Regions from separate parts of the Anas platyrhynchos genome. Here region 2 is linked to region 1. A link is a contact called in public Hi-C data. All regions are on one chromosome and are shown on one strand. The core of a region is the stretch at or near the end of the contact, and the rest is flanking DNA. Distances in the headings are between cores, read along the strand shown. Region 1 has its middle 4.9 kb from the start of VILL. Region 2 has its middle 10 kb from the start of GARS1.

Region 1 (2,723 bases), core at 139-2,638:
CTCTGCTAATAAGGAGAAACACCTCAGCAATGATACCTGCCCTCACCGCAGCGACGTTGAAGGACGTGGCCATACCAGCCCTCCCCTGGCCTCGTTGTGTGAGCACTGACCACTACCGAAGGCTTTGCAAGGTTCTGTGATGCACCAAATTTTGTTTTCCAAAATTATATTTGGAAAGATGTGGAGGAAAATCCTCAGGGAGCTGCTCCTCACCTTTGGGAGGTCAATCAGTTTTGCTGGCCCTGCCTGGGGGCACGGGGGGCACGGGATCCTCTGCTCTGTTCCCTTCTCCACTTGCTCGCTCGTGCCAAGAATTAACAGGTGTGCTGAGCAAACAGGATGGCCCAGGTGGGGCCGTGCGGCGTGGCATGGGCAAACAGAGGCCCTGGCAGCTTTCCAGAGGGAACGGAGAGGAGGAATGCGGCAGTGGGGCCCCAGCACAGATCCGGCCATTTTCAGGGCATTGCCTCATCTGGGGAGGCTTCCAGAAGGCCCCCAGACCCCTCACCCCATGTCACCGTCAGACCCTACCCCTAATGCAGGTGTGGAGTTTGGGCATCAGATGTCCTTCAGGTCATTGGCTGGGTGCCTGCTAGGATGGATGAGGTTTGTGCTTCCATTTTCTACTGCTTCAGAAAACGGCTCTGTTTCTCCAGAAAGCCAAAAGGCTTTGGGGAAGCACTCCGTGTCAACTTGGCCCTTTAAGGAAAGAGATGGAGAACCTAAAGGGGTGAGCTTCAAGGCAATGCGGTGATCTATACAGAGTCTAACCCCGGGGGAATGATGTGCAGGAGAACCGAGCTATTGCATTCCTTTCCCTGAGTGTTTTCCTTGGTTTTACATAAACTGCAACCAGCTGAGCTGAGGTTCGGGGCTGTCAGCTGTTAATAACCCTTACTAAATTACCGACTTCCTTTAGAGATCTCAAATCCTGATTCAGCCCTTTACAAAGCAAGCGCAGACACCTAAACTGATCCTCCCAGGGTGAGCGATTGTGGGAGCCTGGCCCTGTGTTTACCTCTCTCACGTCAGTCTTCAATCAGTAGCAGGGAGATGGATAAGGTCTCCCCAGCAGTATTAATGTGGGAACTGAGTAATAAAGGCCTAAATAAGCCCAAATCACCCAAGCACCAGCCTGCTGACTTGGTCACGAAGGCGAACCTCCTCCTAAGTGTCCTGTCACCACTTAGTCTTCAGTCCTCAGCCGCAGCACGGAGCAGATGTTCCCCTAGGGAGAGCAGAGCCTACCTTGACGGGGAAGAGAAGGAGGAGAGGAAGGCAGAGAGCAGGGAGGAGCAGCAAAACCAAACATCCCTACCAACCGGCCAGCCCTGCACATTGCCGTACGGATAGCTCAGGAATTTCACAAAACCTCAGGGGCTCTCTCGCAGCCCTAATGAAAACCGTCTGAAACCCAGCGAATTCCAGCACGCTTTGGTCAGGGTCATCGAGCAAAGCCTCAGCAGTTTCCAGCGGCAGCTGAATCCAGCAGAAAGCAGACATTTCACAGCAAGGACTGCACACGCAGGGAAGGCAGGGCCGTGCCAGCACCAGTTAATGGCTGTGTGACCATGGCAGCCCTTGGTGGAGGAGCAACTTGCTCATGTCGTGGTGCTCACATCCCCGGAGATCCTGGGGTCTGTCCTGGCATGGGAGTTGCACCATGAACAAGTAGGATGGAGAAAAGGAGGTTATTTATGCCTTTTGGGCCACAATTACATGGGAAGCCTGTGCACAAAGCAGAAAGTCGGTGTGGGTCCCCAGCAGTTTGCAGGAGACATGCCCCGGTGGCAAAGGCTGCTGGAGCTCTCACCCTCACCATTTATTTTTAGCATTCAGGCAGACCAGTGGTTTTATCTACTGTGGGAAACCTGACTGCTTGCGTCGGTGACTATACCTGAGCGCCCACAAAATCACCCCACCCTCCCTCCCAAGCTTAATTTTTAATCCCTGTCATTTCGGCGACCTGGCTGCTGCTGTGACTCCCCAGGCACCCTCTGCTGAAATCCCAAAGCCCTGTCCTTCTGCCAACACAGCAGTCACCCCCATGGAATCAGTGTCACAGCCAATGGATTTCAAACCCTAGTAGACAAAGGGGTCAAGCTGCTGATCCCCAGGACCTGCAGGCAGCAGCAGGACCGTGTCTGCAGGGCTGCGGGCATGGCAGGTAGCTGAGGCTGGCCGAGCTATTGTTTGCAGGAATGCAGCCCTCTGTATGCCAACCAGGAAGGAGCAGGAGAAATGAATCGCCCTCCGGGCTGAGAAATTGTCACCCTGTTAAATATCACCCCTCCCTGCCCTTCATGGTCCCCAAAGGGTGCTCAACTTGCTTCATTACCCCCAGTGAATTGACGTTGAACACGTCATGGTGCTGGAAGGAGCTCGGGTGGTGCTGGGCACACCTCTGCATGGTCTGGGGACTTCTCAGCATCATCTCCACCTGCCTCTTGCAGATCAGCCCCAGGAACACAAATAGGATGTTAAGCAGGTGGGCAGAACCCACAGAGATTTTCTGGTTTTCCCCTCAAAAGATGGGAGATGAAAGGCGTGAAAACTGTTTGAGGGAAACAACTTGGTTTGTGCTGTTCTGGTTGCTTCAATGATTGCAGAACTCCTGCAGCTGTGTTTTAGGCAACATCAGGGCCTGGAGAGTTAAATCTCTTTGTCACTAAAGATCTTCAGAAAGTCAAAGCCAGAGGTGAAGCCCAGCTCTCCTGTGTCCT
Region 2 (2,723 bases), core at 71-2,570, 200 kb after region 1:
TGTGCACAAGGGCAGGCTGCAGGAGGGAGCAAGCAGAGATCCTCGGCCCCGATCACTGCTGCTGGTGGATTAATCCCTGCCCTGTGCTCCCGGCTGGCCAACAGGGGCTTGTTGAGCTCATTTTGTGTCTCTGGCTTCAGGTTGCAGCCTGGCACCTTAAAATAAACCAGCGCTGAGTTGGAGTTAACTTAAAAAACAGGGTGGGAAGTTAGAGATGGAGAAGGAAAGGAATGGAAGGAGCAAATCTGAACATTTATTGCTCTTGTTGCCATCGTTTCTTGTCACCATTGTTTCTCTTGCTTCTTTTTTTTTGTGAGCCATCCTCTGCCGGAGTTGCAGCCTCCCTGAAAGCATTGTGAAGGAAGGGGGAGAATTATTTAAAAACCAACCCCCTTTCTTTAAAAAATGTGAAATTAAAACCATAATCAGATGTTTTCACTGCTCAGGAAATGTGAGGGCAGTAACAGGGGAGAAACGCCTGGAGGGAAGGAAAGCTTTCCCCTAGCTTTGTTGAACGTTGGCACCAGAGCAGACGGATGAAGAAGAAATAAGAAATAAGAAAAGGGGAGTTTGAGGAGGGGGCTTGGAGGCTGGTTACTGCTCCTCTGCTCCCTCGGCACACGGGGCTGGCAGCTCCAGGTGAGGTTTGAGCAAGTCTCCCGGCTCTTCTGCCTGTGGCTTTGGGATGTTTCGGAGCTGAGCTGAGGCTGCCAGTCATTTAAAGTCTGCTGTTACGTGCTCAGGCCGAGGAGAGCTGGGCTGGTTGGAGCGAGCGTTACAAAGCCTCTTTCTAGGAAAGGAGCTTTACGCAACAGAAGGCAAAATAGGTCGTCGTCAAGGTTTAGGGCATTCGCAAAAGAAAAGCAAACAAGCGGGTGAGATGGGAGGCCGGCTCGGCGTGGTGCTGGGCAGGATCTGGCCCTGGGTTTGGTGCGTGCTGGAGGGTTTCCTGGGAGGGAGGTGAGCCTTGTGCCTGGGGTGGTGTGAGTCTGATTCTCCTTGTGATCCCTGGCAAACCAGTCAATCCCAGTGCCCCATCTGGAGGAAAGGGGGAATTGGTGGACCTACACCTGTGTGGGGTGGGATGTGCAGTTGCCATCCCTGCCCATTCCCCCCAGGAACCTGCCAGGGATCCCATCCGGGCCACCTCCAGCCTGCCCTCTGTCTCTTCCCCGCCACGGTCCCCCTGCGATTAAGGCACAAAAAAACCCAAACCCAAGCCAAAAAAATAACAACCCAAAGCACCGCAGGTCCCTAAAAACGCCTCTCAGCCGTTCACCAGCCAACTCTCCTGGATAATTCCCAGCCCAGGCACCGTCCCACCGCCCCCAGCCCTTCGCGGCCCCAAAGCCTGGGGTCCGGGCTGGGGGGGAAGCCGGGTCGTGCCCCTGTACATCGCCAGGGAACACTCCGTGCTGGCGGTTTGTGGGGCTGCGGGGGCTCCTCTCCCACCCAGCACATCTGCCAGCCGCCTGGCCCCGCCGCCAGCCGCCCAGTACATCTTGTTTGTGTTTTTCCGCGAGCACACTCCCAGCGGGTTATGTCAGAGGTGAGGAATGCAGGGCCACCCTGTGTCATGAGATCAGACTTACAATTTTAGGCTGAAGGCTTTTTTTTTTTTTTTTTTTTTTTTTTTTTTATACCGTATTTGCTGGGAAGCAGCGCGCCCGCGGGGCCCCGGAGGGGTGGGACAGAGCCCCCTTGCCTCCATGTCCCTCCTTCCCGGCCCTCACTCCTCGGGAGGAGCGGATGGGGCCCGGCTGCTGGAACAAGCTCTGCCTCTGTTCCTCGCGAGGAGCAAGAGAGGGAAGGCAGGGAATTGAGGCGGATGAAAAGGCAGCAGTGAAAGGCTGCTGGGCGCCGCGCCAAGCTCTCCGAAAACGCTGGCGGAGAGAGGCGGCGGCGAGCTGCAAGCGGGTCACCCCCTGGGGAGACAACGTCCAAGCCCCGGTGCCCCCAAAACGGCATCATCCCAGGGGCTGAAAGCACCAGGGGAGACCTAAAACCATCCAGGACAGCAGGGAGGATGGGAAGCTGGGCTGGGAGCTCCTTCCGTGAAGGGTCTGACCCAAAACACCACACACATCTGTGCCTTCCCCCCGTTGCATCAGTGGGAGCCAAGCCTTGCACCCCACCTTTCCAAAATGTCTCGCCTCTGCCCCACACAAGTCCTTCTGCCCCAGGGGAGCGGGTGCAAGCAGCGCTGCTGCTGTCCTGGTGGGCTGCTGCCACTTAGGGCGCACACCCAGCTAGGGCAGAAAGATTTGGGTCTGGGAACCCACCCGGGTGGGAAGCAGGACTCTGACAGTGCCCAGAGCCCACCTGGACCTTGGTGCAGGGAAAGGTTCCCTTCTCGGCTCCGACCTGGATTTCATTTCCCTTTTTTTCTCCCCCTTTTCCTGACATAGTTGCAGCGGTCGGTATTCTGAGATGGGAAAGGCAAAAAGCGAGGAGAAACACTTCCTCCAGTCACATCCAAAGCGAGCACCGCTGCTAGTTTTGTTTTTCTTCGGTGCTGTTGTTCTGTTTTGCCTTATGGAGGGTTTTGACATGGTGCTGTTTTGTTCTTTGTCAGAAGGAAAACAAACCCTGAAATACCAAATTCTTTCGCACAATGGCCTTTCCTTTCTCCGATCGTCCCTGTGAGATGGGCCTCTTGCAGCTCTCTCCTCTTCCCAGAACGAGAGAACAAATACTAGGAAATCTGGAGAGATGAACTGCGA

What was found. Hi-C and Micro-C count contacts between places; a contact is called where the count stands out from the background.
Region 2: a contact with region 1 is called in a Hi-C map of liver, with 2.4 times the contacts expected there. The contact joins two enhancer-like sites. A contact is called at or near these places in 2 of 8 Hi-C or Micro-C datasets (liver and subcutaneous adipose tissue).

Annotation. Positions count from the first base shown.
Region 1 is chr2:154,759,768-154,762,490 of IASCAAS_PekinDuck_T2T, forward strand. No RefSeq gene overlaps it. Among named protein-coding and RNA genes, the nearest start is that of VILL, 4.9 kb to the left of the region's middle. Within about 2 kb of position 1,389, at least 3 of the 8 cell types and tissues checked have an H3K27ac peak or open chromatin away from gene starts, as enhancers often do. A contact at or near this core is called in subcutaneous adipose tissue, where this site is marked.
Region 2 is chr2:154,961,396-154,964,118 of IASCAAS_PekinDuck_T2T, forward strand. No RefSeq gene overlaps it. Among named protein-coding and RNA genes, the nearest start is that of GARS1, 10 kb to the right of the region's middle. Within about 2 kb of position 1,321, at least 8 of the 8 cell types and tissues checked have an H3K27ac peak or open chromatin away from gene starts, as enhancers often do. A contact at or near this core is called in subcutaneous adipose tissue, where this site is marked.